Regions from separate parts of the Mus musculus genome. Here regions 2, 3, 4, 5, 6 and 7 are each linked to region 1. A link is a contact called in public ChIA-PET, HiChIP or PLAC-seq and promoter capture Hi-C data. All regions are on one chromosome and are shown on one strand. The core of a region is the stretch at or near the end of the contact, and the rest is flanking DNA. Distances in the headings are between cores, read along the strand shown. Region 1 holds the start of Rbm39 (RNA binding motif protein 39). Region 2 overlaps Rbl1 (RB transcriptional corepressor like 1). Region 3 holds the start of Samhd1 (SAM domain and HD domain, 1). Region 4 holds the start of Map1lc3a (microtubule-associated protein 1 light chain 3 alpha). Region 5 holds the start of Soga1 (suppressor of glucose, autophagy associated 1). Region 6 holds the start of Pigu (phosphatidylinositol glycan anchor biosynthesis, class U). Region 7 holds the start of Ndrg3 (N-myc downstream regulated gene 3).

Region 1 (4,370 bases), core at 758-3,257:
CAATAGTAGGATCTCTAAGTTACCAGGCTTAAGGTCTGAGACACCAGTGACAATGCATGCATGCACACTGCTATTTTCACCACCAACTGGTCAAAGAATGAAGAGTGCTGACTTTTACTGTGATACCGAAATGGGTCATATTGTATTACTGGCCAAAATACTTCCTTTCTAGTTTTGAGTGTGAAAAGCTATGGCAGGGCCTAATTAAAAATAAACACTATGGAGAGCAGTAAAACAGTCATCAAGTGACTCTAAGCTGTGATACTGTCTCTTGCTTTTTTTCTTTTCTCTCTTCTGTTCTTTTTCTTGGTTTTTTTTCCTCTTTTTTGCCAATTTCTATTCAGGGATCCAAGAATCTTAATAATTATTAACTGAAAAGCAGATCAATACCTGCCTGTATTCAGGTTTACTATCACCAGTCTTATATCTATTTATATAAAATAAAATTTAAATCTCACCCATTTCTTCTTTCAAGACTTCTAAGATTTACTTGCCAGAGACTGGTTGTAATTTATTATTCTTGGACCCCTGCAGTTTTCCCAAACCACTACATTCACCTTTTTGCTATACCAAACTGGAGCTGGTAATTCTTAGTTGAGTCATTTTACCTAGGGGACCACGGTACAGCGATAAGTCACTCAATTACTACCTTATGATTGACAGTTCACACTGGAATCAAAGGTGAATTCATGGGAGTAGAGGTGAGATATCGTTAGGCAAGTCTACAAAGAGAGATAGATGGGCATTTATTCATCACGCTGAAGTGAAACTACTGCACAATATTATTACATCAATAGCATATATTTACTTTTGTAAGTTACACGTATTGCATCTCTGATAAGGTAATCAAGAGGGCTCCGGGAAGGTTAGTTTACATTTCAGCAGTAGTTTCGTGAATAATGCTAAATTAAGAAATATATTAAAGCTCACTAGCGTGTTTTCTCACCTTCTTGTAAGGGGCCTCAAGCATGGCTTCAATATCAATATCGTCTGCCATTTTCTCTACTCGCCTGGGGAAGAACAAGACAGTCCTGTAAGTACACCTGCAATTCTGCTAAATAATAAAATAAGATAAAATGTCCCCTTGATCTCCCATCCTCAAAGCCTGAGAAAACTCCTTTGAAAGCGCTACGATGGCTAAAATTGTGCGACGCCCATCAGACAAGGCTGCCTTGGGTACGCCAAGTGTCACGTTCCTTGTACCTAAGACAGGAGCAGGACTCCAGGTCGAATTTCAAAAGCCCGCCCGCGAGCGGCTAAAAGCGCCCCCAGGAAGGATGCAGCGGAGCGCTTCCTCACCGCACAAAACCCGCGCTGCCATTTTAGCGGCGGAGGGAGACTCCCTCCGCTGGGAGGGGTTGTGTACCACGGCGGCGTTCCACGGGCGCCATGTTGGGAGGTCGCGACCAGCCCCGGCCCTCGGAAGGACAGATCTTTATCTGACCGAGGTCCCCACGGAGGTCCCGGCCGCTACCAAAAAACGCCCACGACGTCCTTGCCCGAGATGAAGGGCACGGCCGAGGAGAGGTGACCCCACCGTACCGGGAAGGCCCCCTCCCCCTCTGCGCGCCGAGCAAAGCGGCGAAAAGCCTCGGCATCGCGGAGCACCCAGCTCGGGCAGGCGACCCACTCCCCGCCGGCCGCGACGCCCCGTACCTGTGCGGGCTTCCGCGCGCCTGTGCTCGCCACGGGAAGTCGGCTGCCGCCGCCGCCGCCGCTGCTGCTGTCGCTACTGTTAAGCCACTAGGCCCAGGCCGCGGTACCGCCCAACCCGAATATCGGGCCCCGAGGGCGTCTAGGCCCAAGCGAATCTAAAAGAAACAATGGGATTAAAGGAGCCCGCGACGGAGAGCAGGGCAGCGGCTTCGGCAGCTCAGGATCCACCCCTGCGACAGCGTCGGCTAGCTCCCTGAAATGGCGGCCGCTGCTCCTCCGTACTCACAGTCACCAACACATACACACACACAAACACCCGGGGTCTCCCGGAGCCGCAAGCACGGGCTCTCGCGAGAAACTGCCCCGGGTTCCAGACTGGAAAGCACGAACTATCGCGAGATCTCTCACCGCGGCTCCCGGCGACCGTGGCCCAATCTCGCGCAATGATTGCGCCACAGATGATCACAGTTTCCCTTCCCCCAATTCCGAAAGGCTTCTCGGACTCCCCCGCCAGAGCTGCACCCAAGTCTCGCGAGGGTGCGTCCTCTATCGGGCAAAGACAGTTGGTGCCCTGACTGTCAATCTTTGGGAGGATTCCTTGCTGAGTGGTGCATCGTTGCTGTCATCCTGGCTGGTGTCATCTCCTCGCTGGGTGTGAAGGTTTCCCCTCTCAGAGCCGACCCCCACCCCGGACACCCGCCCTCCCACACAGATGGCTGTCAAGGTCGCCATAAGGCAACCTATTATAATACATATGGCTGTGGGCTAAGACAGTCGTGTCCAGACCCACCAGTGGTGAAAACGCATGCAGACAAGAACGAGCTGTACACAGGGGAATGGGAATAAAAAGTACGATTTTCTTGTCGTTTGGTGTCACCAGTTAGATGTGGGCTCGATAGTGAAGCTTCGCAACACCCTTGGAAACCGGAGGCGGTGGCCGGGCTGGGAAGAAACCGCAGTGTGTAGCTTTCTAACCCCTGAATTTAGTCGGGCTCTGAATCGGGGTGGTTTGTGACTTTAAAAGGTCCCCTCACTTTTCCCTAGGATTTTGACTGTGTGAATTTACCGCTTTTGTTTAATTTTTGTTGGATTTTATTTGGTTTGCTTTTTGTGTATTTGGGAGTGGTTAATTCTGTGGTAGAGAAGCTGAGTGATCATTGGAAGGTTTTTTTTTTCTCCCACTTTTACATAATAGAAAACGTTTTGAAATAAAATATCAAACCAGTCTGGAAACCTATCAGCAGCTTAATAATTGAGGGTATAAAAGGTCCAAAATGTCACACCTTGCTTGGTGTAGCCACTCCAACAATGTGACCTTGAGCAAGTAAATTAAGCTCTCCATATATTCCGATTCCTCCTCAAGGGGGGAATATTATAATTAGTAGCAAGGATAAGCTTGACACTAGCCAAGACTGCAAATATTCACTAATTCCCAAGTTTAGCAGGGGATGTATGTCCAGGTGGACTCTCCCTGAAAGCTCGTGAGGAGTAGGAAGAGCATGTGGAATGATGACAGGAAACTTCTTGGGGCTGGCAATGTAATACAGTTGGCAGGTGACTTTTCTAGCATGCCTGGTAGAGCTTGTCTATAGTTATGCACTCAGAAAACAGAAGCAGGGGGATTTCTGTGAATTTGAGGTCAGCCTTATGAGTTCCAAAAAATTTAGCTGATCTGGCTTTCTCTCTCAGATGTGGCACACTGCATGAAATCACTGATAGTTTCCTGCTGAAAGATTAGGCTTTCCAACTTCCCTTGTGGACTACTGAAACTTCTCTGCTCCTATAAGGGGCTACAACCTGTCTTCCTCTATAGGAATGTTAACCATAGGGTGAGTGGTGACAGGGATGCCCCTTCACCCTGAATAAGCAGTGGTCTTGCCTAACTAAGGTCAGACCAAGCCCCTCTCTGTCTTCTATCTCTCTACAGGAGCCCTTAATTAATAGTCCTGTCCTGGGCTGCCAAGTCAAGGACAACGCGTGCCACACAGTAAAAGGCTATGAAAAAGGTAGAAGGGGGACTGGAGAGAAAGGAGTAAGAGCACTGATTTGATTCCCAATACTCACTGGCTGCACACAACTACATTAAGCAGATCTGGTGATGCCTTCTGGTCTCCACAGGCATCAGGTATGCAGGTGGTGCACAGACTACATGCAAGCCAAACACATGCATGTTAAATGTGTATGTGTATGTTAAACAATTTGTTCTTGAAAAGCTAGACTGGGGACTGAAGAGAGAACTCAGCAGTGAGAGGCACTGGCTGCTCTTTTAGAGAGCCAGGGTTCAATTCTCATCACCCAGTGATGGTCCACAATTGTAACTCTAATTCCAAAGGATCCTACACCTTCAAGACACAGACATACATGCAAGCAAAACGTCAATGCATATGAAATAAAAGTAAATCATTAAAATGTTAGTAATAATAAAGTTGAGACTTAGGCCAGGCATGGTGACATATGCTTTAATCCCAGCACTTGGGGACAGAGGCAGGCAGAGCTCTGGGTTGAGACCAGTCTGATCTACAGAGGGAGTTCCAAGACAGCCAGGTCTTACTCAAAAGATGGAAAAGTTATGGCTGGGTGGTGGCAGATCTCTGAGTTCAAGGATAGCTGGTCTATAGAGTTGATACAAAGCTCTAGGTTTAATATTAGCACCTACTAAAGCCAGACTCCAAGGTGCAAGCCTGGATCCAAATGTTCTAGAAATAGGAGGATCA
Region 2 (4,370 bases), core at 932-3,431, 990 kb after region 1:
GATAACAACAAAAAAAAAAAAAAAAACTAAATCCTGGGCTGGTGAGATGGCTCAGTGGGTAAGAGCACCCGACTGCTCTTCCGAAGGTCCAGAGTTCAAATCCCAGCAACCACATGGTGGCTCACAACCATCCGTAACAAGATCTGACTCCCTCTTCTGGTGTGTCTGAAGACAGCTACAGTGTACTTACATATAATAAATAAATAAATCTTTAAAAAAAAAAAAAAAAAAAAAAAACTAAATCCTAACAAAAAGGGTTGTAAATTTATAAAATGTGGAAATTTAAGATAGTATATGTTCAAAATAAAACAGGAGGTGTAGGACTGAACACTTCAGGGCAGTGAGACTATGATGATAGATGTCATTATACAGTGTCAATACTGTAATGTGCACAGAATGTCCGCTACCCAGAGAGTGATGCTGAAAGTAAGCCATGGGTTGTACGTATGAATGAGTCAGTGAGGCCTCACTGATCTAAGAACCCACCGGCTCGTGTGTACAATGTCGATGTTTTCACAGGCTGTGAGAGTGCACAGGGAGGATGACAGGAAGTATATGACAAGCTCTTCTACTTTAAAATTCCTGTGAACTTCAAATTGCCCTACAATACAGGGTCAGTTAAAGGGAAAGAGAAGGCCTGAATTCCATGAACAGTCGGACCAGAAGGGAGAACTGCATCGCTAGGATGAAGCTCGTGAGATTTTTGATGAAATTGAGTCATGAAACTGTAACCATTGAATTGAAGAATGGGACACAAGTCCATGGAACAATCACAGGTGTAGATGTCAGCATGAATACACACCTTAAAGCTGTGAAAATGACCCTGAAGAACAGAGAACCTGTACAGTTGGAAACATTGAGTATTCAAGGCACTAACATTCGGTATTTTATTCTACCAGACAGCTTACCTCTAGATACACTACTTGTGGATGTTGAACCTAAGGTGAAATCTAGGAAAAGAGAAGCTGTTGCAGGAAGAGGCCGAGGCCGGGGTAGAGGAAGAGGACATGGTCGCGCCAGAGGAAGAGGGGGTCCTAGGCGATAATGTCTCTCAAGATTACTGTTTCAATTTGATAAGGAATTTGGGGATATCTTTTGTACAGGTTTTGTTTGTTTGTCAGTTTTTAATAAACATAAGTGTAGGGACAGAGTTGTCTATTGATTGTCAAATTAAAGTTGTAGTGAGTATCTATTATATTCACATAGTATGTTCAGTTCAGGGAGTTGGACGCATGAAATACATGTGTACTGAACATGGGTTTGATTTCTTTGAGTCCATTATTTGGACCTCTTTTGAGATGAAATAAAGTTGAGATGAATTGGCATTTCGATAAAGTTCTTTTGGGATGAGATCTAAAACTCATCCTCTTTAAAAAAAAAAAAAAGGGAAAGAGAAGAACTTAGGTTTAAGAATAAACTACTGGGGCTGGAGAGACGGCTCAATGGCTCAGAGCATTTGCTGCTAATGCTGGGGACCCAAAGTTCAGTTCTCACCACTCACAGTGGTTCACAACCACCTATACTCCAGTTCCAGGGAAACTGACATCCTCTTCTGGCCTATACAGGCATCAGGCATGTACATGGTGCATAGACATGCATGCAGGCAGAACTCTTATATACATAAAGTCAAGTTTTTAAAAAATACAGAGTTATATCATGTGATGCAATGTCATAAGACATTTCTTAAATTTTTATGTAACTGAACAATATAAGGCAGAGATGAAGATGCTACCATGCAAAGGGACTGTAACTTTCCGTCCCGTCGTCCCTGTGACTGTGGTTGTGGCCATTGTCAGAAGAGCTTGCCCAGGGGAAATTGATAAGCTTTCAGCAGTGACACTCGAAGGAGCAATTTTCAGCTTTGTTCCTTCTGCCATAATCTTATCCATCAGTGTGTCCTTTGGTGGGTCATCTCCAAACAGTCTCCTCTTAGCACTTCCTGCAGCAGGGGAGCTGTAGCGCTCATGGACAGAAATCGGAGACAATGGTTGCATATCTAATAAAGAGAAAAAGAAAAGGTTTAAATTTAAAACGTATTCCAAAATAAAAAAATTCAGGTTTCCTTATTCACACACTAAGCACTTGAGCTGTAGAAGGGAGCATGGTTCCCACACTCACGGACTGCTGAGCCTAGAGGGAGAGAGAGCAGAGTGAGCAGTGTGGCAGCTCAGCTTTCCGCATTCCTGCAGCTCTGTCCATAGCAACAGAGCAACCCATTAAGAACAAGGGAGAGGCTGAGCAGTCGAATGACATAAGCACTAACTGAAGAGATGGATTCTAGCTCTTAGTATTACCTACTAAATAAATAGCACCCATGATTAAGAGGAGGCACAAGCAAAACTCGGTTTGTGGAGTCACAGTTTTGCCACCCCCACATTCCTAGCAGTTTAAGGCAGTGGCTGTGGTTTATGAATCAGTAAACACAGAGCCATCTTTAGTAGGGTCACCAGGAAACAGGAGCAAACGTGACACATGCCACTGCTGGCCCTGCCTTAGTTGGAGGGTCTTCTCTTCCGATCAAAACCAAAGAGAAGATATTGGATTGGTGAGATGGATCAGTCGTTAAAATGCCCATCATGCAAATATAAGAAGCTGGGGATTTGGAGCCCCAGCCTCACGGTGTGATGGCACAGGTCTGTTATCCTGACAGAGTAAATAAAGCGGGGGAGGATGGGCAGAGACAGGCAGACCCCAGAACTCACTAGCCAGCCTGCCTCATGTGGTAAGGCGAAGTGCAACATCGGAAGACATGGGGTATTAACCTCTGTCACACAGACACAGTTAGGGACAGGGCCTCTCCCAATGCAATTCACTACAGTGAACACAGGATCTCAAGACAGTTTTGATACTATATGTTCTTCTTTAAGGAAGAAGAGATATTTTATTCTAGAATCAAACAGATTTAAATAGAGGTTTCATTTATCCAAATTCAGCATTTCAATATGATAGCAGCTTAATCAAGTTTTTATGTTAATATAACAGATAGTCACAGGAGTTTTTTTTAGGTACATCAACAGAAACAACAGATCTCTGCAATAGAGCTCATGTACTTTCTTTTTTGTTTGTTTGTTTTTGTTTTTCGAGGCAGGGTTTCTCTGTGTAGCCCTGGCTGTCCTGGAACTCACTCTGTAGACCAGGCTGGCCTCTGCCTCCCGGGTGCTGGGATTAAAGGTGTGCCCCACATTCTCATTCTCTTCTTTTTTTTCCCCTTATATTTTTTAAAATGTTTTCAGCTTCTAAATTTTTTTTTATTAGATATTTTCTTCATTTACATTTTAAATGCTATCCTGAAAGTCCCCTATACCTTCCCCCGGCCCCTGCTCCCCAGTCCACCCACTCCCATTTCCTGGCCCTGGCATTCCCCTGTACTGGGGCATATGATCTTCACAAGACCAAGGGCTTCTTCTCCCATTGATGGCCGCCTAGGCCATCCTCTGCTACATATGCAACTAGAGACACAGTTCTGGGGGGTACTGGTTAGTTCATACCGTTGTTCCTCCTATAGGGTTGCAGACCCCTTTAGCTCTTTGGGTATTTTCTCTATCTCCTCCATTGGGGGCCCTGTGCTCCATCCAATAACATTCTCACTCTCACATTCATATTTTCTTCTCTCTCTCTCTCTGTTTTTTGTTTTTGTTTCTGTGTAGCCCTGGCTGTCCTGGAATGAACTCTCTCTGTAGACCAGAGTGGCCTTGAACTCAGAGATCCTCATGCCTTGGCCTCCTGAATGTTGGGATCAAAGGCATATACTACCATGCTGGCTCTCTGACAACATTTTTAACTTTCCAGTTGGTATAAGAGAGCTGTTAAAACATTCAAAAAGCTTTCCAGGATAGTCACATAGATACTAGGTCATATGCAGAGATGAGCAATGAATGGTAATTAAATGCTTTGGGCTGGTTTTATGTCAATTCGACACAAATTTGAGACATCTGGGAAGACAGAACTTCAACTGAGAAAATGTTCCCACCAGCCTGGCCTGTGGGCAAGCCTTTAGTGAATTTTCTTGACTAATGACTGAGATGGGCTTACTTCACTGTGGCCCATGTTGCCCGTTGCCTGGCAGTCCTGGGCACTATAAGAAAGTAGAGTGAGCAAGACAGCGCTCCTCCATTACCTCTAAATCACCCCTGCCTCTAGGTTCCTGCCCTATTTGAGGTCCTGCTCTGACTTCTCTTAGAGGTGTACAGTGATGTGGATTACAAGTTGAAACAAACCGTTTCTTCCCCAAGTTGCTTTATCACAGCAATAGAAACCTAAGAGAGCCATTAGTAACTTCTGTCTGTTATACAACAACAAAAATGGACTTTTGTCTTCCAAGGGTCAGCAAGCTCTCACCAGTTCCAGCATTGTTCAAAAGTTCAAGTCCA
Region 3 (4,370 bases), core at 810-3,309, 950 kb after region 1:
GAACCTGAAGTCTTGCCTGTCTTGCCTCAGCCTCCCAAGAAGGTTTTAGTCAGAACACCATTTCAGAAATAACTGGAATGAATTCGGGAATCCAAAGACTTAACCTTTAAAAAATCCAACTCTGCATTTTTTTTTTTTTTTTTTTTTTGTCTAATAATGTGACTTTGGAAAGTTACTTAACATCTTGGTTATCAAAACATCATCTGGGGCTAGAGAGATGGCTGATCAGCAAAGGGCACACACTGTTCTTGGGGAGGAGTGAGGTCAGCCCTCAACACTCACTTTAGTTAGGCCAGTCACAGCTCCTGAGCTCCAGCTCCAGAGGGTTGGCTGCCCTCTTACAGCTTCGACAGACACTGTGACAGACACTGTACTCATCATACACATACCCCCTACCAACACCCCCATAAAAACATAACTAAAAATAAAAACAGAGCCAGAAGAGATGGTTCCATGGTTAAGAGCACTCACTGCTCTTGCAGAAGGCTCAGCTTCAGTTCTCAGCACCCCTGTGGCAGCAACTCCATCATGGAGTCACTCCAGTCTGGCCTCAAGGACCCCAGCACTATATATATATATATATATATATATATATAACTATATATATATAACTATATATATAACTATATATATATAGTTAAAATGAAATCTTGCCAGGTGTGGTGGCCTACACTTTTAATCCCAGTACTCAGGAGTCAGAGGCAGGTGGATCTCTGAGTTCGAGGCTAGGCTGGTCTATAGAGACTACATAAGACAGGCCCTGTCTTACCCCACCCCCACCCCCAAAGTTACTCTTCTGTAGAGGGAGAGAAAAAGAGAAACGTGAGTTCCTATTTTTAAGCTTTCTTTCTTTTTTTTTTTTCCCCCAGAGCTGAGGACCGCACCCAGGGCCTTGCGCTTGCTAAGCACTCTACCACTGAGCTAAATCCGCAACCCCTTTTAAAGCTTTCTTAAAGTCAGTCCTTCAGTTAGGCACAAGGGGCTCCACCCCACAAGAAGTAAAGTTCACTGAATTTGAAAATCATAACCACGGAGGGGCCACTTTCCAAGCGAACACCTCCGGGGATCGATCATGCAAGGGGTTAAGCTTCACAGCCACCAACCAAGAAAAAAAAAAAAAAAAAAAAAAAAAAAAGTTGAGCAGATTCAAAGTGTTGACGGGAGCAAGACCAAGAACCAGAAGCATCCCTTAAAATTCTTAAAATTCTTGAGTGGCCAAGTTGTGGAATGTTGGGGTTTCAGTGAATAACTTGCTCTTATGTTGGAAGAGAAATTCCCTTAGTAGCACTCTGCAAATACAATGAGCACATACTGAACCCTACTAGGCTATTATGATAGTCAGTGAGAATCCAGAGATTAAGCACCTTCCCTCCCCTTTAAGGAAAACCCCAAATTCCGGGACCAGCTTCAGAGTTAAACTTAAAAGCGCTCAAAATCTCTCATGGGGCCAAGTGTTCCGGGAGCTGCGGTTAGCACAAAAGGGTCTCCCAAGCCAGGTGAGCCTGAAAGACCGCAAGCCACAGCCGGAGGTCTGGGGTAAAATCTTCTAAGAAGGGCGGGGATCGCTCCTGGCAGAAGTGACAAGTTCCCGAAAAGACCCTTCTACCAAACCTCCCTGGGCCTCTACTAGGTTCGCCGCCCAGAGTGAACCGATGGGCTTGCACTTCACCTGTGCCCACCTCGGGTAGCCCGTGTGTTCGCATCCCGACAGGGCGCCTCCTTCTCCAGCGGCGGGTTCCCGCCAGCCGCTTCCCCCAGAGACCTCCCCCTTAGGATGCCTCCCATGTGGACTCTCCCTGCTCGGCCCCACGGTGGCCATCCTTCGTCCCTCAGGCCCGCTACCTCTGAAGATGTCCAGCACTTTCTTCTCTCGGAAACCACGATTCTCTAAGAAGGAGCACACGTCCTCCGGTTCCCAGGTTCGGAGGTCGGTGTTTTGGAAGTCGTCGTCTGCAGACAGATTAGCTGTTGCAGGAGGAGTGCTCGGTGGCGTCCTTGGGCTGCCATCGCAGCGGGGTCGCTTAGCTGGCTGCTCCAAGGGTGCGCTCTGCATGGCTACCTCCGACACCCGGGGCTGCGAAGTTAAGTACCGCGGCACCGGCTCGCGCGCAGCCGCACTGACACCACACCCCAAAAGTGAGTCCATTCAGTTTTGCCAGCCTCCAGGCCTACTGCGCAGGCGCCCCGGACATCAGCCCTGGGAGCGTGGCCTCCCCGGGGCGCTCGCGCCCGGCCCATTGCGCAAGCGCAATGCCTACGCGATCGCCCTCAACTCCGCCCTTGTGTTTCTCCGAAAGGGTGGTGTTATTAGAAAAGCAAAACTGAGTTGTGGTTAAGAGTGGAGACTTTAGTGAGGACAAGGCCAAAGAGGGCATCTGGGGCTAAGGAAGGTTCACCACGCTCCAGATTAAAAAGGTCTTCTGGTGAACTGCAGGTATCTTCCTGAAACAAATACGTTTTGCCAGGTTTCAAACACCCCAAGCTGTAAACTTGTTAAAATAAAATTAAAAACAAAAAACAAAAAAACCCTATAAGGCAACAAAGCTGCCACTCCTATCCCAGAGCAGAAAACAAGGGACTGGCCCAACTGGAAAACCCTGAAGTGATTGCCAGCTGGTTGTCGGACTGTCCTGTTAGATTCCACATTCACAGTTAGTTGGCAGCAGACCGCCCTATTATTTCCAAATAGACAGTATTTTTACTAATTACTAGTCAGTGTCCAAATAGCAGGCTTTCTTTTTTTTTTTTTTTTTTTTTTTTTTTTTTGGCGTTAAGCCATTTTGGGACAGACCCCAAACTTCCCCATAAATCTTTATCCACCCATTACTAGTACAACGACCACTAATTTACGACACCTCTTCAGAAACCAAGACACATACACATCTAGGTATTTTAACGTCAGGCAGTACAAATGAGATGTTTAGTGGTGAGCCCGACAGCTGTAAGTGATGCTTAGGCATAAAATACAAGCTTGAGAGCCGGGTGTGGTGGCGCACGCCTTTAATCCCAGCATTTGGGAGGCAGAGGCAGGCTGATTTCTGAGTTTGAGGCTAGCCTGGTCTACAAAGTGAGTTCCAGGACAGCCAGGGCTACACAGTGAATCCCTGTCTCGAAAAAACAAAACCAAAAACAAAACAAGCTCGAGGCCCGATGTTCATTACCCAGCAACAAACAAACAACAGACAAACTAGAAATCGGATGAACCAAAATATTCTTAGCAAACAGTGCTGATGTGATCAGGGCCCTGTTCTAAAGGCTTTACAAACATTCATTTAACGAATTTCAGATGTAGGAAAGTGAAGTATAAAAGCTGGGAGAGAGGGCTGGAGAGATGGCTCAGTGGTTAAGAGCACTGACAGTCCTTCCAAAGGTCATGAGTTCAATTCCCAGCAACCATATGGTGGCTCACAATCATCTGTAATTGGATCCTATGCCCTCTTGTGTTGTGTCAAGGACAGTATGGTCATATACATAAAATAAATAAATAAATCTTAAAAAAAAAAAAAGCTGGGAGCTAAGAAACAACAGAGACTGGGCTTCCTGCAAAAGACCATGCTCTTACTAAATCTGCCTTAGTCAGTACTCTCTAAAGGAACAGAAATGTTAGAGTAAATATTTATGTGTGTGTTTAAAAGGGATTTATACAGGATTTAGTTCATGTAGTCCAACAATGGCTGTGAGACTCTGGAAAAGGCCAAGAATGTGGTAACTGTTGGGTCCAGGAGGCTGGTTGTCTGTCATAATAGTCCCAGCCTGGCACTGGAGTCCTGGAGGAGTCCTGGAGAGCTGCTGGCCCCCTGTCTACACTAGAATCCCAAAGGAGTTGGCTTTTGTCCAAAAGGAAAGCCACAGGACTGGCATAGATGAATGTGCTAGTGAGAGCGAGGGCAAGCAGGCAAAGAAGCTCTTAACTGTCTCTCATATCTTTTCATCTGGGCTGCCAGCAGAAGAACCAGAAGATTTAGGACGGGTCTTCTGGTCTCAAATAATCTAACAATCTAATAATTCCCGGAGCAGTCAAGTTGTCTAGCCAAGATTGGTCATCACCCTAGCGGCCCCTCCCTTTGCTACTTATTTATTTATTGAAACAGGCTCACTGCGTAGCCTCACTGGGCTTTGAGTACAGGAACTTCTTCAGGCTCCAAACTGCTGAAATTACACGTCTTATCCACCACACTATTGCATATTGTGATGGTTTGTATATCCTTGGACCAGAGAGTGGCACCATCTGAAGGTGTGGCCTTGTTGGAATAGGTGTGACCTGGTTGGAATGGATGTGTCACTGTGGGTGTGAGTATAAGATCCTCACCCTAGTTGCCTGGAAGACAGTCTTCCACTAGCAGCCTTTGGATGAAGACATAGAACTCTCA
Region 4 (4,370 bases), core at 1,103-3,602, 900 kb before region 1:
CTCACTTTGCCATTTTACACATATATGATACATTGTTCCTCTGTGGCCTCTTGTAAACACTATGGCCTTCCTTCTTCTTACTTTTCTTGGCGAGTCCTAAAATTTGGGATGACAGGCATGTGCCACCATGTCCAATCTATGTGAAGCTGAGATCAAACCTAGGGTGTCCTGCATGGGAGGCATGTACTCTACCCACTGAGCCGCACCCCAAGGATGTGGCGTTTTTATAGGTGAGTACGAGACTCCTCCAGGTCTGTGCTATTTACCTTCCTATTTACGTTCCTACATGATCCGCTTCTGGCTCCCATGGTTCAGAGCCCTTCACTACCCACCCTTTCAGTATTTAAAACCATATTTTACATTTCTATTCTCTCTCTCTTTTTTAAAGGATTTACTTATTTATTTATTTTGTATATGTGAGTACCCTGTAGCTGTCTTCAGACACACCATAAGAGGGCATCCGATCTTATTCCTGATGGTTGCGAGTCACCATGTGGTTGCTGGGATTTGAACTCAGGACCTCTAGAAGAGGAGTCAGTGCTCTTAACCCCTGAGCCATCTCTCCAGCCCCATTTCTATTCTCTTAATGATCTTTCCTGCTGTGTCTTTTTTTTTTTTTTTTTTACATTTATCTATTTGCTGTGTGGAAGTTGTTCTTCTACCACCATAGACAGAAAATATTTTAATATTTAAAATATTAAAAAAAATTCTTCTCGGATTCAGTAGAGAGATGTCCTGAGACAGATTTAGTAATCCTGTCACTTGCTGAAAGGGAAGCCAGAACATTGCAGAAACCTCAAAACAAAGGCTAATCCTTGCACTAACAGATTTTCTTGTAGGGGAAGGTGTCTAAGGTTAGTGAAGGCACTAAATAGGACTTAAGGTCATAATTTAGGGAAGTAATCCTACCGCCCCACCCTAATTTGGGGCTGCCACATACCAGGCATTGAGCTGCCTGGAGAAGGTAGAGATGGGATATAAGGCCTGGTTGAATCCCTTTGTAGGTGGAGCCTCTAGGATCTAACATATTCCGAAAATTGAACCCACATCCTCATGCTTGCGGGCAAGCACCCTACCTGACCAAGCAGACAATAATATCTTTCCAAACAAATCCAGCTCCCTAAGACATTTAAAAAGCAAAACAAAACCCAAAACACAAGGTCTCACTATCTAGACCAGGCTGGCCTTGAACTCAAGAGACCATCCCGTCTCTGCCCACAGAGCTGGGGTTAAGGAGGCACCGCCACCCAGCCTCTTTAAGGCAATCTCAGCTGAATTCTTGTTACCTTAGCAGCTTGTTTTTGTACCAATCACTACCATTTCTGTCCATAAGCAGTTGTTTAGAATTACTCAAGCGTGCATCTGTTAACTTGGTTCCCATCAAATTTCTTCCCTTTGAGCTGTATGTTTCTGAAGTACAAACTAACTTTTTTTTTCAAACAATGGTCCTTTGTAAATTCTTTTGTTTTATCTTTTTTCTTCCTTACTTCAACTCTAGCCCATCCTCCTGCCTCAAACTCCCATAGAGCTAGGACTACAAATGAGAGCCAGCTACATCTGGCATTGATTCTGGCTTTCAATCGATTTTTAAAGTTCTTCAAGGGGCCGCCTCTCCGTGTCCGTCCAGTCCCTCTATCCCCTCCACCTCCCGCAAAACCTGAGATACTGAACTTAAGCCTTCCATCTGCTAGGCAAGTATCCTACCCTGACCCTCGGTAACATTCCCAGACCATACTTCTTTCTATCCTACCAAGGGGCTCTACCTGTAAAATCTGACTTCGCGTGTTGTCAGTTCCGAATGTTCTCCATCTCATGGTTAACCACTTCTGATATAGCCCCCCCATTCAGCGATTCTCTCCTGCTTTATCTAAACCACCTATTAACCAACCTCACTCTGGAAATCTATGCTTTCTATGGTTGTTCCAGAATTCTTTGAAAGCCTGGGTGGGGGGTCTGGAGCAATGGTTCGACAATTAAGAGCCCTTGCTATTATTTCAGAGGACCTAAGCTTGATTCCCAGCAGTGCGATTAACTCCAGCCTAAGGAAATCCGATGCTATGTTCTGCATCCGCGGGCATACACTTACAGACACATTAAAAATTTTAAAACTCTGGGTGTTCCATCCTCTCCCCGCTCCACCTTCCTTCTCGAATGCTAAACTCGATGAAGGTGCGGTGAACTACTCCGCAGCGTCGAGAGACTGGATGGAGGCGACAAATGCCTGGCTTCTGAGTCTGTGGCGCCAAAGAGAGGAGCTTGCCATCGTGACGTCACAGAACTGTGACGCGCCCTGGAGCTCCGCCTCCTTACGACCTGCGCCGGGAATCCGGGCTGTCTGCGCCGTGGCGTCACAGGTCCAGGCAGGCGGGTTTTCCGTCGGCCCAATGGGAGCGGCGCGCCGGCCTCCCCTTTAAGGAATGTTGTGACCTGACGTCACCCAGGCGAGTTACCTCCCGCAGCCGCCACCGCCAGGCTCAGCGCGAGCCCCGCAGCCCTTGAGCTCGAGCCCCGGAGCCCCCGGCGCGCCGAACCGCAGACGCATCTCTGAGCCGCGCACCCCGGAGCCCCGGCTGCGCGCCCCGCCGGGCCCGCGCGATGCCCTCCGACCGGCCTTTCAAGCAGCGGCGCAGCTTCGGTGAGGCCCTGGGGGGCGAACTGCCATCGGGGATCGAGGGATGGGGGTGCCAGTCGACCCCGATTGCCGCAGGTGACGTCAGCCCCATGACGTCAGGCACCGGCCGGCCGGACCCCGGGTGGAGAGGCCGCAAGGCCTGGCAGGGTCGCCCGCCTCCCTACCGCGTCCCCCCGGTGGAGGGCTGCGGGGCCGACGGCCCCGGGGGCGGGCGCTGGGGCGGGGCGGGCCGGGAGCCGCCCCTCGGGGATCAGCGAGGCGGAGTCGCGGGAGGCCTCAGCACCGCTGGGCCTCACACAGAGCTCTGTCCGCAGCCGACCGCTGTAAGGAGGTGCAGCAGATCCGCGACCAGCACCCCAGTAAGATCCCGGTGAGTCTCTAGCACCCCCCAGCCACGCCCTGCCCTGCCAGGTCCCGCCCTTGGCTTACGAGTCCCCCGCCCACTCCACTCCAGGTGATCATCGAGCGCTACAAGGGTGAGAAGCAGCTGCCTGTCCTGGATAAGACCAAGTTTCTGGTCCCAGACCATGTTAACATGAGCGAGTTGGTCAAGATCATCCGGTGCGTGGGCAGCCTCCTACAGGCCTTGGGTGGGGCAGGGTCAGGTTCCACAAGAAGGGATGGAGTGGGGCGAGGGGACTGATTTGGGACACCGGGCCCCTGTTCTAGGAGGCTGGAAAAGACCAAGGTCGGGGTTGGGACGAGCTTCAGTAGAGGTGAGAGCCTCTGGCTGAGATGGACCGAAAGTGAAGGTTCAGTAACATTTTGGGAGGGTCACCTAGGCCTCCAGCAGGCAGCCTCCTCACCTGGCATGCCTGCCTGCCTCCACAGGCGCCGCCTGCAACTCAACCCCACGCAGGCCTTCTTCCTGCTGGTCAACCAGCACAGCATGGTGAGCGTCTCCACACCCATCGCTGACATCTATGAACAGGAGAAGGATGAAGACGGATTCCTCTACATGGTCTACGCCTCCCAAGAAACCTTCGGCTTCTGAGTCAAGAGGAGGGGAGGGGGGTGGCTGGGAGTTCTGGTCAGGTTCTCCCCAGGGAGGTCCTGGCTCCTAAACTAAGCTATTTCAGTCCCCAGTGGATTAGGCAGAGATGTGACACCCACTCCCCCCCCCAGGTAGGGGCCACCAGCCAGCCTACCACATCCTGGGTAGGTCCTGGGCCAGTCATGTTCGGGTTGCTCTTTTGGGTGCTGGCTGGGTTGGGAGTGGGTGGGGAGCAGCATCCCTGCTCTGTGGGGTTTGTCATTTTGTTAGGCCCTTGCCTGTCTGCCCATCTTGCCCCTCATCCACCTGAGGCTTTGCCTCCTGCCAGGACCTGCCCCACCCCTGAAAGGCTGGCTCCCCTTGTCCTGACTCGGTGTATGGATCTGTGGTCATTTCCTCTGCAGAAAGAATAAAGACTGCTCAGGCCTGCCTGGCCCTTTGCCTCCAGCTGCTTGTTTGGGAGCAGGGAGGGCTGCTAGGTGACTGTGTTCACACACAGAGACAGACGCGTGTTCCCAGAAACCCACTCCTTAGTACAGGATAGCACGTAGTATTAGGGGGCCAAGCTCACTCCACTCCAGGAATACATGTCATCAGAACAACAATGAAAAAAAAAAGATCCACACATTTATTAAGTAGTCACAACCTATAAAGCCCTGCTCACCGGCTGCTTCCTTTCTGTGCACAGTCACAAAGTGGGGGTCCAAGTGGGGTGCTCCTAGCTTCTCCCCATGGGCCTTGTTG
Region 5 (4,370 bases), core at 538-3,037, 900 kb after region 1:
CCAGAGCATGGGCTGCACCTAGGTGCCCAGTCACCGACGATTGCTTCTCCCAGACAGCTCTCCAGGCCCACACACAGAGGGAATACCCCTAACCAGCAGGACAGTTTCCCTCTTCCCACAGGGAGCACGGGCCAAGTCTGCCCAAACCTCTCTCAGAGGGGACAGAAGACAATATCCTGGGATTGAGGAAGTGGCCTCTGAACCAGTTCTCCCACGACATCATCCTCCCAGGCTGTGGGACCGTTAGACTGGGCGGAAGTGGACTCGAGCCAAGGGGATGTTCCCAGATGTCACGCTTTCAAACTGGATCCGCCCCAAAAGGCAGGCGAGGACAGGCCTGCCGGGGAAGCCCTGGGTAAGGACTTAGGATGGTGTTCTGCCTCTCCTTGCCAGGGGATAGCACGGTTTCCCTGGCAGCCTAACACACGGACATTGGTTCCAGAACAGAGAGCCGAGAAAGCCTGCTGATCTGGGACCGGGGTCCTGGGCAGGTTAGAGGGGGGGAAGGTCAGCCTTGGCTGACTATCCCCACTCACCCATCAGAACGTGTCCTCTAAAACAGTTTTACCGCGGGTGGGAAAGTGCACATTGGGGTCCTTTACTCGGTGTCTTATCCATAATCCTCCTCACCGGAAAAGTGGGAAGAGAAGGTGGGGCACTCTCCCTGCTTGGTCAGCGCCCTGGACTCTTGAGCCCGGATGACCAGTCCTCTCCCGCCCCTGCGCCTCCCCCATCCCCCCCAGGTCCCCACCTTGAGATAGTCGTTCTCGGAACGCAGCTCTTCCAGCTCCCGCACCAAGCCTCCGGGCCCACAGTCCAGCATCTCCTCGGTGAGGTCGGAGAAGGCTAGCGAGGCGCTGAGTGGCAAGCGGCTGCTGCCCACCGACGATGCGGCCACCGACGGCTCATCCGGGGAGGCGGGAGGCCGCGGAGGCTGCTGCCCCGACTGCGCTGGCTGGGGCGGCTGCCCGGTGCGGGTCCCCGCCGGGCCGCCCGCCGCAGACTCGGCGTCGCTGCTCAGCGCCAGCTCCAGGCCCAACTGGCGCGCCTCCTCCGACGCGCAGTCCGACACCTCGGAGCTACTGTCCGTGAGGCTGGGCGGCGGCGGCGGCGGGCGGGGCCCGGTACCGGGACGAGGGCGACCCTTGGCGCGGACCCCCGTGCGCACCCCGGCCACCCGAGGCCCCGTGCCTCGGGTACCAGGAGCCACCGCGCGCCCCTTCTTGTCGGGCCTCGCCGAGGACGCGGTGCCACAGGCTGTAGCGGAGCCCGGGCCTGTGCCGCGGCGGCCTTTGGCCAGAGACCAGCCGGCCACGTCCTTGGGCCGGGCTGGTGATGGCGCGCGGTGGCTTTTCTTCCTCTCCGCGGCGGGCGCGGGCGCAGGCGGGGGGCCGTAGCCCCGCGCCGATGACTCTCCCGCTGGCGTCTCCATCGCGGCCTCCCCGGGTCTCAGCGAGCGGCGCGCATGGCCCGGGAGTGGCCGGCTTGGGTGTCCCTGCGGCGGGTCTCGGATGCGCTCCCGCCGCTCAGGCCGCGACTGCGCTCCGGTCTCCTGCGTCCGGGGGCTGCGCTCGGGCCCTGCCCCGCGCCGCGCGGCCTCTCCGCCACTCGGTGCTCTCAGCGCGCGGCCCGATCTCCTCCAGGCGCCGCGACTCCGACTCCGGCTCCGCCCGGTGCCCGCCCCCTCCGCCTCGCCGCGCCCCCGGAGTGCGCCCGGACCCCGACTGCAGCCTGCTCGGCGATCGCCGCCTCGGACTCCCAGTCCGGCTGAGGCCAGGGCCCCGGCTCCGCCCGGCGCGGCCCGCCCCCCACGCAGCCCCGCCAGCTCCCCGCCCCGCCGCCTCGGCTCGGGGGCGCGCGGCTCGGCGAACAAAAGGCGGACGCGGCGGGAGCAGCGGGGAGGGACGCGAGCGGGGAGCGAGGGAGGGATCCGCGAGGCAACAGCGACCCCCTCGAGGGTCAGGCGGGCCCGGGCAGCCGCGGCCTCGGCTCGCTCCCGCCGCTCCGGGCCGCCGGCCGCTCCTCTGCGGGCTGGGGGATCACACCCGGCCGAGGAGCCTGGAAGCCCGGCGTCGCCGTAGGGGCCTCGTGGACGACAGGAGAGACTATTCCCTGGCAGAGGCCCCGCGGACCTCAAAGGGCCGGAGCCAGCATCCATGCACACCCAGCACCGCGCCGCGCGCCCCTTGTGGGTGCTGAGCCTGCGCGAACTCCGCCCCCTTTAACTGGGCATGACAAACGACCCCATCCTATAGAACCTTAAACTGAACACGACCTGGCACGCGGTCGGTTCTTGGTCTGAGAAGGAAGCAGGATGGATCCTACAGAGTATGCTGGACTCCTTTTGCCTCGTCTATCTGTCCGCTGCCATTGGAACCGTGGCGTTCCGCGTGCATCTTGGATCTTGCACACCCTAGTTGCCTATGAACCCGGGCATAGTCTTGTCTCCCCGACCCCAATTTCATGGTCTTTGCGATTAACTTCAGGCTGTGCCTTGAGGATGCCAGACCGTTAGGTGCTTAGGGGGCAGGTTCTAGGCCGGTTAGGGGCTGGCATGGGACTGTGACCCTGAATACCAACAGGGTCAGATTGACTCCACCACAGACTCCAAGGCCCCAGTATTGGTGGGCATGGTTTCTTTCCTCTTGAGCTATTCAGGCTATCAGAGTTAATTTCTCAGAATCCCTTACACCTTCCTCACCTCTGCCCTCTCCACACTGTGCCTAAACCATAGTAAGTTCTTTGGCCCTGGGAAGGCACTCATCAGCATGGTAGCTGCCCAGTCTCTTGCCACCCAGAAGGTAGCTCGTACACACACACACACACACACACACACACACACACACTATGCAGCCTCTTTTTCTTCCTTTAGACCCTTCTCGGTCTTTCTCTCCCCTTCTCTTTTCCCCCTTCTTTTCCATGGGTTCCTCGTCCTCCTCTTCTTCCCTCATCTTTACTTTGGCTCCTCCCCTTTCTCCTAACCTGACCTACATCATGGCCAACTAGTTCAAGGTCTACTCCTTTTTCTTTTATTGACCCACCATCCACCTCGAAGTACAAGCAGGTCTGCCTAGCACCTGGGAACCCTGAGGACCCTGGGGAGTCCTCCTACACCCAAGCCGCGGAGTCCAGTCCTAGCCTGCTCTAATGGGTCCATTACAAGTTCATTATCGTGATTGTCCCTGCTCTTAAGGGGCTCATTGAAGTGATACAGAGAGAATGTGCAGTTCTTGAAACTTGTTGCTTCCTATAGAACATGGGTTTTTGCAGTGTGAGGGCATATGCATGAGACCATCCTCAGCTGGGTAGGCACTAATGCAGACCATGCTCCATATTTCAACAAAGAATCTTAGAATTCTCCCCCCACACCTCTCTCTCAAGATGGTGTCTCATTTTATTGCCAGGCTGGCCTTGAATTCATGGGCTTAAGCTTTCCAAACAGCTGGGAGTACAAAAGTCTGTCAACTCTTGTCTCAGAAGGATTAAGGAACTTTTTTTTGGCTTTTCGAGACAGGGTTTCTCTGTGTAGCCCTGGCTGTCCTGAAACTCACTCTGTAGTCCAGACTGGCCTCGAACTCAGAAATCCACCTGCCTCTGCCTCCCGAGTGCTGGGATTAAAGGCTTGCGCCACCACCGCCCAGCAGGATTAAGGAATTTATGTCTGGTTGCATTCTCCAAAAAGAAGCACATGATATATATTCCAATTGTTGTTGTAGTAGTAGTAGTAGTAGTAGTAGTAGTAGTAGTAGTAGTAGTAGTAGTAATGTGTGCATGTCACACATGCATACACACACACACAAGTGCACACATGCCACAGTGCACATAAAAGGTCAGAGGACAACTTTTAGGAGTTGCTGTCACCCATCGGATCGCTAGCTCTTCTCATAGCCATCCTGGCACTGCCAACAGCCTCAGGGTCTGCTTCCTGCCCTCCAGCCTGGGCAGAAGACCTCTGTGGCATGGCATGGCATGGCATCTGGCAAGCCCTCACTCACAAGCTTTCTCTGTTGCTCCCTCTCTCCATCCGTGGAATCCGGTCACCACATGAAAAGTACGGTTAGGTCTCATGGGGTGGTCCCGTAAAGTCCGTCCAGCCAACTCTAGCTCTAGTCCCCACTGGCTACCGGACCTTACAGAAGCTTCCCTGACAGCCTGGAGCCACCACCAGTGAGGAGTAGAGAAGTGAATTCTCTCACCAGCCCTGCCACCTAAACTGTAGAACAACTCTCTGAAGGCACCAGGGTTTGCCTGCCCCAATTTTTTTTTTTTTCACACAGTAGTGGGTTACTGGAATGCACAGCCAAAGTCAGACATCCGGTCAAGGAGGAAGCCTTCGATGGTGGCTTTAGTGGCGGGGATGGTGACCCAAA
Region 6 (4,370 bases), core at 734-3,233, 820 kb before region 1:
AAATCCAAGTTCTACTACCTCACACAATTATCACCACTACTACTCACCAAGACGAAACCTTCCCTTAGCCCCATTTTTACAATCTGTAAAATGGGGGGCATACTACCACCTACCACAAAGAATCACTGTGAGGGTTAAGTGAGGAGAAACAAATTTTAAAAGCTTACTATACTCCTTGGCATACACTAAGAAACTTTAGAAACCTTACTCCAGTGAAATCACACCATAAAAGACAACCACCTCCCACAAGTGTTCTCCAGCATCCACACACAATAAATAAATTAATATTTAAAAATTAGTTGATGACAGCAAGTGATATGAGAACATAGGCATTAAAGTTTGAGGCTAAAGTTAGATGTGGTGACTCACACCTACAATCCCAGCCCTTGAAAGGCTGTTCACCATGAATCTGAGTACATGCTGGGCTAAAGAAAAGATCCCGTTTCAAAATCAAATAATAAGCAAAGTGTAAGGCTACACAAAGCAGACTTCTAGGATGCTGATGTGTTTGAGCTAGGTGCTGGCTATCCATGTGTATGTATGTGTGTATATATGTATGTGTGCATATATGTATGTGTGTATATATGTATGTGTGTATATATGTATGTATGTATGTATGTATATATGTATGTAGGTTCTGTTTTGTTTAAAGACTTAAACTTGATCTAGACAGATGGTTCAGGGGATAAGAGCACTCAATGTGCAAACATGAAGATCTGAATCTAAATTCCCAGCACCCCTGTCAAAAGACCCAAAATAACCATTGCCTGAGATGCCTGTAACTCCAGCATTGGGAGGATTGTAGGAGTGGAGACCGGCAGAAACCCCCGGGGGTGGGGGCATACAGCCCAATTGAAATAGCTTCAAGTTCAAGTAGACCCCATCTTAGGAAATAAAGGGTAGAGTAATACAGAAAGACACCAGACATCCTCCTTTGGCTTCTGAACACACACCACAAGCACACACAACCCCCGCCCATACACACACAAGTAATAATGACAATAAATAAATAAATAAATAAATAAATAAATCAAACTGTAGCCCCAACCTAACCCACATCTTTTTCTGCTCTGAATATTTCACAACCTCGGGTATTTCTTGATCCTTTGCAACCTTAAAGTCCTCTTTTTTCTAATCTTTTCCCAAACCTGGTCCTTCATTCATTCATTCCGGAAAAGGGAAGGCAGTTTACTCAGGGTCAGACACTAAGGAAGTGACTATAGAAACTTGTTCGTCTCCTCTACTGTCCTGTGGCTCCTTCAGCTCAATCTCTGTCTTCTTGGAGGCGATAGTATGCAATAGGGTTTAATACACACACACACACACACACACACACACATACATACATATATTTAAAAAGCAAACTAAGAAAAACTTCACGAGGAATCCTAGATTGGGCATAGGTGACTGAAGTACACAGCTGCCTTTCTTACAAAGGCACTGGTTACCTTGGTCCTGGTCACCGGCTCGGCTATCTGCTACTCGGTGGAACACCCCCAGCAATCTCACTGTCAAAAGCTAACACTTCACAAGTCCCAATGCACACATCACCCTCGGATATCCATCCTTCCGCGGATCCCGCCGCCTGACTCGGGATACTGGGACACGCCCCCTCGGATACCCATCCCTAGGGTAGTGGGGCTCACACTCCACATCTCCTCCACACCCCATCCTCCACACCAAAGCTCCGCCCTCAGCTCGAAAAGAACCCCCAGACGCGGGTCAGTCTCCACAGAACCGTGCGCTTGTGTCCACCTCCTCCACCTCCAATTCAATTCACAGGCTGGCAGAGCGCCGACCGCCCTACTCTAGTCAGTGGCCTCACCTCTCTTCCAAGAGCTCAGTGGGGACACCACCTCCACCCTCTCGGAAATGAACTCGGCCAAACTGGAGCGAAACAAGGCCGCCCTCACGGTCACGGCCACCACAAGCACCAGGGCCAAGGGAGCCGCCATGATAACTGAGGCGGGCGCGCAGGCAATGCGGAAGAGCCTCAAGACTTGCGCGCCACACTGTAGTACCTCCGTGGAACGAGTGCCGTGGCTGTTGCTGGAGCACACAGACTTTAGGACTACCATTCCCAGAAAGCCCTGCGGCGAGTCGACGGAAAGTGGGATGTGTCAAACTTTTTGCAAAGGTTTGGACTACGCCTCTGATCAAGCAAGAGAAGTGAAGAAATATTGTACCTATTTTACTGAGATCGTGAGCAAAATTTAAAGAAATAATTTCACTCGTGTGAATATTTTAATGTTAAAATGTTTACCTTTATATTTTTAAAAAGTGCGACACTCGTATTTACTGAGCGCCAACCATCCTCAAGGCACTATATTGTGTGGCGAGGAAACACTTTGGAGTGGTTAATTATTAGCTTTGCGACCTTCAGCAAGTTATTTAACCGAGGGAGTCAGAGCAGGAACTCAAGGCAGGAGCTTGAGGCTAAAACCGCGGAAGAACCCTGCTTTTATAGACTTTCTCTTCTGCTCATGCTCAAACAGCTTTCATGCACAACACCAGCACACCTGCCCAGGGATGCTTCCTCCTCCGACAATGAACTGGGCCCTCTCACATCAATCAATTTTTCAAAATCAAGACAATTTCTCACAGACCAATCTGATGGAAGGCAATTTTTCAACTGAGGTTTCCTCTTCCAAAATGACCTTAGATTGTGTGAAGTTGAGAATAATAACCAGGACATGTACTGCAGCAAATTCTGTGTAGGATGCAGTTTTGCTTTTCTCAGTTCAGGTTGGTAGCTTGAAATCCCTCCAGGTGGGAGTGTGTACAGCTCAGAGATAAGCAAACATAACAAGTCAGGGGTTTGGAGAGCCCGTTGATAAGCGCCAACAGAGCCCGTTGATAAGCGCCAACAGTCGTTATGTATGAAAAGTGCTACATGGGTGCTTTAAAATTAGCTATAATAATTAATTATGCAAGAAATTTTTATATCCATGAAGAAAATGGAACAGTGCATCGATTGTATGACCATGGTTAACAAAAAGTATTGAATACTTCAAAATAGGGAGTAGAGGTTTTTGATTTTTCCTAGCACAGTAATGTTTGAAGTCATATGTCAGTTACCCTATGATTACTTGTATACTGTATTGGGTTATCATACTGTACCCCAGTTAAAAAGGAAAAACTATATTTTTAGAAAAATAAAATAAAATAAAATAAAATGCATAATTGAGAATATCCATGGGGAAGGGAGGAATGCTGGTGACAGAACAGGGTGACATTTTAGATGAGAACGGCAGGATGCCTTCTCATGGTTTCCAAGCAGAGGGGACAGCCTCGGAGTCAGGAAACAACAAATATAAATGAGAATCAGGAAAGACAGCCGGAGAGAAGGCTCAGCCCTCAAAGGCTAGGCTCACAACCAAAAGGATAAGAGGATCAGCGAAAAACTGAGTGTGGGCCAAGGAGGAGAAGAACATCTCTTGCGGAAGGAGACACACATGAGAGGCAGGCAGGGGCAAGTGACTGTAGTTAACAATTTGGGGATTATCCAAACTATGTGTCATTGGAAAGTTTTATTTTCATTTTGAGTTATTTTGGTTTTTAGACACTGGGACTTTATTATAGCTCAGACAAGCCTTGAATTCATTGTGTATCTGAAGATGTCTTTGAAAGCCTGATCCTCCTATCTCTCTCTGCCTTCTCAGCATTGAGATGGCCGGCTTGTGCCACCACACCTGGCCTTTTTTGTTTGTATTTCTGTGTTTTGAGATGGGGTCTTGTCATGTACTCCCTGGCTGACCTAGCAATCTCTATGTGATTTCAAGTGTGTGTTGTTGTTGTTGTTGTTGTTGTTGTTATTGTTAAGATTTATTTATTTATTTTATGTATATGAGTGCTGTTTTCATGCACACCAGAAGAGGGCATCACATTCTGTTACAGATGGTTGTGAGCCACCATGTGGTTGCTGGGACTTGAACTCAGCACTTCTGGAAGAGTAGCCAGTGTTCTTAACTACTGAGCCATCTCTCCAGCCCCAGCAATCCTTTTTTTTTTCTTTTTTTAAAGATATTTTTATTTTTGGTGGCAGAGGTAGGATATGGAGGTCCGAGGAAGCCGTGCCTTTTTTCTGGGATCAGAAGCATGCCCCACTACACCCAGGTGCCATTGGAGAGTTTTAAACAGAGTGGTATCAGATATTTTCATTTTGTGGAGTTTTTGAGGGATGGGGGTATTTCATTTGATGCTAGGGATGAAACCCAAGGCCCTGGTGCATGCTAACCAAATGCACTGTATTACCTAACTCATTATTCAGGTGCACATTTTTAAAGGATCACTATGTGCCCAAGCCCATTGGGTGTTAGAGAACAAGTCATGAACAATGACAGCAGGGGGATCACGATGTTCGGAGAATG
Region 7 (4,370 bases), core at 584-3,083, 810 kb after region 1:
AAAAACAAAAGGGTGGACTAAGGCTGATACAGGATAATCTGAAGAGAAATATAAAGGGAGGGACAGCAAAGAGAAACTGGAGGGCAAGAGGACCAACAGAATAGCAATAGAACATTAATTACCCTTTGAGTAACGGCAAGGAACAGCTGGAACTCAGTTTTTTTTTTTTTTTTTTTTTTTTTGGCCAACCAGGACCCAGGCATTTGGGGGTGCAAAGACTGCGCCTGACCTGGCCGGGGATGGGGGTGGGGTTGGGGGGGATCTTACTGAGGATAAGACCCGGGCCTGCAGCCTGCTATGTATTATTTAATTCTAGTTAGGAAAATTAAGCAGGGAAGATGAAAATTTTGTGGAGCCTTTGAAGTGTGGAGGAGGATTTGCTAAGGGAGGAAAAGGCAGTTTGTGCTAGTTATTTTGGGGGCAAAAAAAAAAAAAAAATCAACACATTTTTATAGCTGTTCATTTGGAACTCAAATCAAAGGAGGTGTCTTAGATTCTTCACCACCGTGTCAACGCTTTCTCGTTTTATCTTAAAGCCTGAAAATGCTCAAGACCAGCTTTGGAGCAGAGCCAGAAAGTCCCAAAAAGAGGTGATACTGGCTAAATCTGCTCTGTCACCTCCACAAGTCCAGCCAGCCCAGCCAGCCTAGTCCTGACAGCTAGAAAAGAAATGCTAATTATACCTTGGGGGGCTGGGGGGGGGACACCCTGGGGGAGGGGAGTGGGGTTGACGCAGGAGAGGCTTACTGTGTTCTACCAGGGAGCCACAGGGGAGAGCCTCTCAGCTTAAGCCATGAGGCTCCAAGTCTACCTGTGACATGCAGGAGAGCTCTGCAGGGGGAAAAAACGGCTTCGAGAAAAAGAAGGGAGAAAGCACTGGATAGGGAAGCAGCGAGGTACAAAGGTGAACCGATCTTAATAAAACCTTTAGCAAGATCCCTGGCACAAAGCGAGTATTTGGGAGGGAGCCAGTTCACGTTAACATCGCGATTGTTATCACAACAGCATTTCCACCGTACTGACCAGAAGATAATTCTATTCGTAGCCCACTTTTACGACCTTTAAAAGCAACTCTAGATAAATGACAAGTGTATTCCCCACCGCCCCAAATTTAAAGATACAAGGTCAAACCCCACCAGCTCTGGCTGTGAAAGCCCCACCGCCTCTGAGTTAAGAGAGCTGGCCGTGTCACTTGTCAGTTGCATGACCTTGGACGCGACATTTCACCTCTCCGTGCCTCAGTTTCTTTGGCTACAAAGTGGGCTTTAGACAAACCGTGGTCCTGTGGTCCCAGGAGAGAAGAGTGCCTCTGTGGCTTTGGGAAGAAACCCACAGAAGGCGAGTCCAGGCCCCTGTCAAAACTCTCTGGGCTGTGAGGGGCAACGGGGTAGGTGGATGCTCAGCTCTAGGAGCTCCGTGCTCCGCCGTGAGAGGCGGAGAACGGGTGACAGCCTCAGGGGGTTCCAGCGACGGAGGGTGCAGACCTCTGTAGCGACGCCGGACCCCAACAGGTCACACGCTGCCCTCCGCCGACTAGGTACCGGCAGGGGCGCGGGAGGCCGGGCTGAACGCGATAGGCTCGGGGGGCTCAGAGAAGGCCGACCGCGAGGACCCGGGGCTGGTCGCGTGGCCATCGGTCCGCAGCGCACAGAGGAGCGACACCCGGGCGGGCGTACCGCGCGGCGCGCCCTCCGCCCGCTGTGGTAGAGGCGCTCACTCACCTGAAGCGCTAGCGCGGGGCCGTCAATCTACAGCAGCAGCGGCAGCAGCAGCAGCAGCAGCAGCAGCAGCAGCAAGGAGGGGGGGCGCTGCGCAGCGCAGGCGCGCTGAGGATGCCGGGGGTTTACGCATGCGCAACGCGCCTGCTTACGCTAGGAACTACAGACAAAATGGTGGTCAGGCCTACAGAGTCTCTAGCAGCGCCATCTTGGCTGTAGTTTTTCTTCTTGCGGTGTCCCGGAGGCTGTTGCTCAGAACTGCCAGGAGGGGATGTGAAATGTTTTCTCTGCACACCTACCTCTCCCTCATGGTTGAATTATTAGTAAGCTCTTATGGGCCATGACATACTTGTTTTAACAAGGTTTAAAGCTACACTCAAGATCATCTGGCACTCCTGAGCCTCAGGGATTCGATTTCCAGGAATCAAATTCCTAGTCCTCTTCCATCTTTTACAAATGGCAGCCATATTATTTCCTTCTTGAGTAGAACAAGAGAGTTGGTTACTTCACACAAAACAAACAAAAAACGACTGAACATATTATTGACTCAACAATTAAAGATTTTCATTGTTAATTGTGCATATACGAGCATCTGTGCAGGGCAGTGATGTTCATATAAATGTAGCAGATTCCTACTAAAGACAGCTGCAGAATGTTGAAATGGGAGATTACAGACATGAATTCCAGTCCTCTCTACGAACAGTGCACATCTAAACACTAAGTCATCTCTCCAGACTAGAATCAAAACGTTGCCTGCATGTGCTGGCAACTTTTATGTCAATTTGAAATAAAGTAATTTGGGAAGAGAATCTCAGTTGAGAAAAGGCCCCTAGTAAATTGGACTGTGTAGTGTATTTTCTTAGTAATGACTGATAATGGGAGCACCCAGCCTACTATGGGTAGGTGGCCCTGGAGGGGATAACAAAGCAAGCTGAACAAGCCATGAGAGAAGCTGGGAAACAGCACTCCTCTATGGCACAAGGGTCACCATACCTTTGGGAGCTGACTCTTTCACAGGGCTTACATATCAGATATTTATATTTGATTCATAACACTAGCAAATTAGTTATAAAGGAACAACAGATAATTGTGTGTCTGGGGCTCACCTCAACATGAGCAACTTATGTTATTAAAGGGTTGTAGCATTAGGTAGGTTGGCCTATTATCAGTTTCTGCCATCTTCCTTCAGTGAACTGTCTACCTAGAAGGGTAAAATTAAACAAACCCAGGCCAGGCCCAAGCCAATCTGAATGAAGGCAAAACTAGTATTGAAGGCATTTTATTACATGATTTATATTTTTTTTTTTTTAAGATTTATTTATTACATGTAAGTACACTGTAGCTGTCTTCAGACACACCAGAAGAGGGCGTCAGATCTCGTTACAGATGGTTGTGAGCCACCATGTGGTTGCTGGGATTTGAACTCTGGACCTTCGGAAGAGCAGTCGGGTGCTCTTACCCACTGAGCCATCTCACCAGCCCCCACATGATTTATATTTAACTGTTAACAAAGCACTGAACTGCAAGTTTACCCTCAGTACATATTACTGGCTAAATTAGGAAACATTGCCAATGTTCTATAAATGACACAAAAAACAAAGCCTCTCTCATAAAGCTGTGAATAAGCATAAACCATGCTTGGAGCTCAGTACCACTGAGACAGGCCAACACAAACCACTGGCCTAGCAGCTGCTGTGTAGCCCAGAGCCTGCAACTCCTGACTCTAGCTTCTACTTCTTTAGTGCTGAGGTCCAAGTTTTCATGCTTTGTTTTTTAAACGTTCTAGTCATTTTTAAGTTGAAGACATCAAACACATTTTCCATCTTCAAGTTTGAACACTTATAAACAAATGTGATCGGATGTAAGAAAATGGAGGAAGGCACAGTCACCTTTGAGGATGACTGAGCAAAGTGAGATGAAGACATGTTCCAAAGTCTATCTGCTCTTGAAACAACAGTCAGTAATAACATCTTTGATTCTCAAATACAGGCTTTCTTGGAAGCTGTCTGGTTTCCTTCTTCGTTCTACTCTGGACAGTATCATTCTATCTTTGATAACTAGGTGTTAACTGTCTGGGCTTTTCTATGACCACCCCAATTTCCAAATAATGACATGGAGGCATAATTATTTATTTAACCAACTTAATCCACTTTATCTTTTTGTATAGAAAGACTTATGTGTAGCCACAGCTGGAGCCTGGGTCCTCTGAACAGATCTGGTGTGGGTTTTCACAAGGTGATCAGTGAATTCCTGATAAGGAGACTTGTTGAACAGTTTCTTTCCAGAGGTCAGGGGTCAAGTAGCTGTAGGTCATGGAGGGGGCATCAAAGATGGCCTTGACAGAGTTGCCCAAGCTGGCAGCGCAGCCCCTGGCTGAAGTGCAGCAGTCATCTATATTGGCCACCATCAGGGGCTTCTTCAGCACAGTGCAGAGACACTGCTATTGCCTCTGAGGGCAGGGATGAGACGCACCAGCACAGAGCCACAGCAGCCTGTCACCTAGCATGGAACAGTATACAGCTTGCAAACACTGTTGCCCCAATAGCCTCTCTGCACAGGGGTGATGGAGAGCTTGGCCAAAACGATGGTCCCTCAGATGGCAGTGGCTACCTCCTTGGATCACCTAAAGCCAACACCAATGTCACGTGACCA

The links. Promoter capture Hi-C pulls out the DNA fragments that hold promoters and counts their contacts. ChIA-PET counts read pairs in DNA pulled down with a chosen protein or histone mark. HiChIP or PLAC-seq counts read pairs in DNA pulled down with a chosen protein or histone mark. Capture Hi-C pulls out chosen DNA fragments and counts their contacts.
Region 2: a contact with region 1 is called in an HNF4G HiChIP or PLAC-seq map of pancreatic cancer cells. The contact joins the enhancer-like site here to the promoter of Rbm39 in region 1. A contact is called at or near these places in 1 of 39 promoter capture datasets (pre-B cells), 1 of 484 Hi-C or Micro-C datasets (centroblasts), 3 of 115 datasets of contacts at active chromatin or transcription factors (large pre-B cells, pancreatic cancer cells and pro-B cells) and 1 of 9 other capture datasets (liver).
Region 3: a contact with region 1 is called in a promoter capture Hi-C map of pre-B cells, with 3 times the contacts expected there. The contact joins the promoter of Samhd1 here to the promoter of Rbm39 in region 1. A contact is called at or near these places in 1 of 39 promoter capture datasets (pre-B cells), 3 of 484 Hi-C or Micro-C datasets (B cells, CD8 T cells and regulatory T cells), 3 of 115 datasets of contacts at active chromatin or transcription factors (bone marrow-derived dendritic cells, effector CD8 T cells and pancreatic cancer cells) and 3 of 9 other capture datasets (adipose tissue, liver and macrophages).
Region 4: a promoter capture Hi-C map of pre-B cells shows a contact between it and region 1, with 2.9 times the contacts expected there. The contact joins the promoter of Map1lc3a here to the promoter of Rbm39 in region 1. A contact is called at or near these places in 1 of 39 promoter capture datasets (pre-B cells) and 1 of 115 datasets of contacts at active chromatin or transcription factors (memory CD8 T cells).
Region 5: a promoter capture Hi-C map of adipose tissue shows a contact between it and region 1, with 2.7 times the contacts expected there. The contact joins the promoter of Soga1 here to the promoter of Rbm39 in region 1. A contact is called at or near these places in 1 of 39 promoter capture datasets (pre-B cells), 1 of 115 datasets of contacts at active chromatin or transcription factors (memory CD8 T cells) and 1 of 9 other capture datasets (adipose tissue).
Region 6: an RNA polymerase II ChIA-PET map of memory CD8 T cells shows a contact between it and region 1, with 14 read pairs. The contact joins the promoter of Pigu here to the promoter of Rbm39 in region 1. A contact is called at or near these places in 2 of 115 datasets of contacts at active chromatin or transcription factors (memory CD8 T cells and microglia).
Region 7: a promoter capture Hi-C map of liver shows a contact between it and region 1, with 2.9 times the contacts expected there. The contact joins the promoter of Ndrg3 here to the promoter of Rbm39 in region 1. A contact is called at or near these places in 2 of 39 promoter capture datasets (liver and pre-B cells) and 3 of 115 datasets of contacts at active chromatin or transcription factors (effector CD8 T cells, embryonic forebrain and extraembryonic endoderm stem cells).

The regions. Positions count from the first base shown.
Region 1 is chr2:156,178,231-156,182,600 of GRCm38.p6, forward strand. Rbm39 (RNA binding motif protein 39) reads right to left here and starts at 2,008. Exons shown (of 17, transcript NM_001291114.1): 1 at 1,657-2,008; 2 at 947-1,010. The coding sequence starts at 997.
Region 2 is chr2:157,168,135-157,172,504 of GRCm38.p6, forward strand. Rbl1 (RB transcriptional corepressor like 1) reads right to left here. Exons shown (of 22, transcript NM_011249.2): 15 at 1,733-1,996. It also overlaps the pseudogene Gm14277. Among named protein-coding and RNA genes, the nearest start is that of Rbl1, 34 kb to the right of the region's middle. Within about 2 kb of position 2,182, at least 81 of the 459 cell types and tissues checked have an H3K27ac peak or open chromatin away from gene starts, as enhancers often do. A contact at or near this core is called in pancreatic cancer cells, where this site is marked.
Region 3 is chr2:157,133,037-157,137,406 of GRCm38.p6, forward strand. Samhd1 (SAM domain and HD domain, 1) reads right to left here and starts at 2,060. Exons shown (of 16, transcript NM_018851.4): 1 at 1,843-2,060. The coding sequence starts at 2,053.
Region 4 is chr2:155,274,012-155,278,381 of GRCm38.p6, forward strand. It overlaps Map1lc3a (microtubule-associated protein 1 light chain 3 alpha), which reads left to right and starts at 2,353. Exons shown (of 4, transcript NM_025735.3): 1 at 2,353-2,635; 2 at 2,947-3,002; 3 at 3,087-3,193; 4 at 3,464-4,062. The coding sequence starts at 2,596. The coding sequence ends at 3,626. It overlaps Pigu (phosphatidylinositol glycan anchor biosynthesis, class U), which reads right to left. Exons shown (of 12, transcript NM_001004721.1): 12 at 4,241-4,370.
Region 5 is chr2:157,077,478-157,081,847 of GRCm38.p6, forward strand. It overlaps Soga1 (suppressor of glucose, autophagy associated 1), which reads right to left and starts at 1,788. Exons shown (of 15, transcript NM_001164663.1): 1 at 752-1,788. The coding sequence starts at 1,432. It also overlaps a transcript of Tldc2 not described here.
Region 6 is chr2:155,355,441-155,359,810 of GRCm38.p6, forward strand. It overlaps Pigu (phosphatidylinositol glycan anchor biosynthesis, class U), which reads right to left and starts at 1,984. Exons shown (of 12, transcript NM_001004721.1): 1 at 1,826-1,984. The coding sequence starts at 1,955. It overlaps Mir695 (microRNA 695), which reads left to right and starts at 1,377; the gene lies at 1,377-1,485.
Region 7 is chr2:156,990,278-156,994,647 of GRCm38.p6, forward strand. It overlaps Ndrg3 (N-myc downstream regulated gene 3), which reads right to left and starts at 1,834. Exons shown (of 16, transcript NM_013865.2): 1 at 1,722-1,834. It also overlaps the pseudogene Gm14276.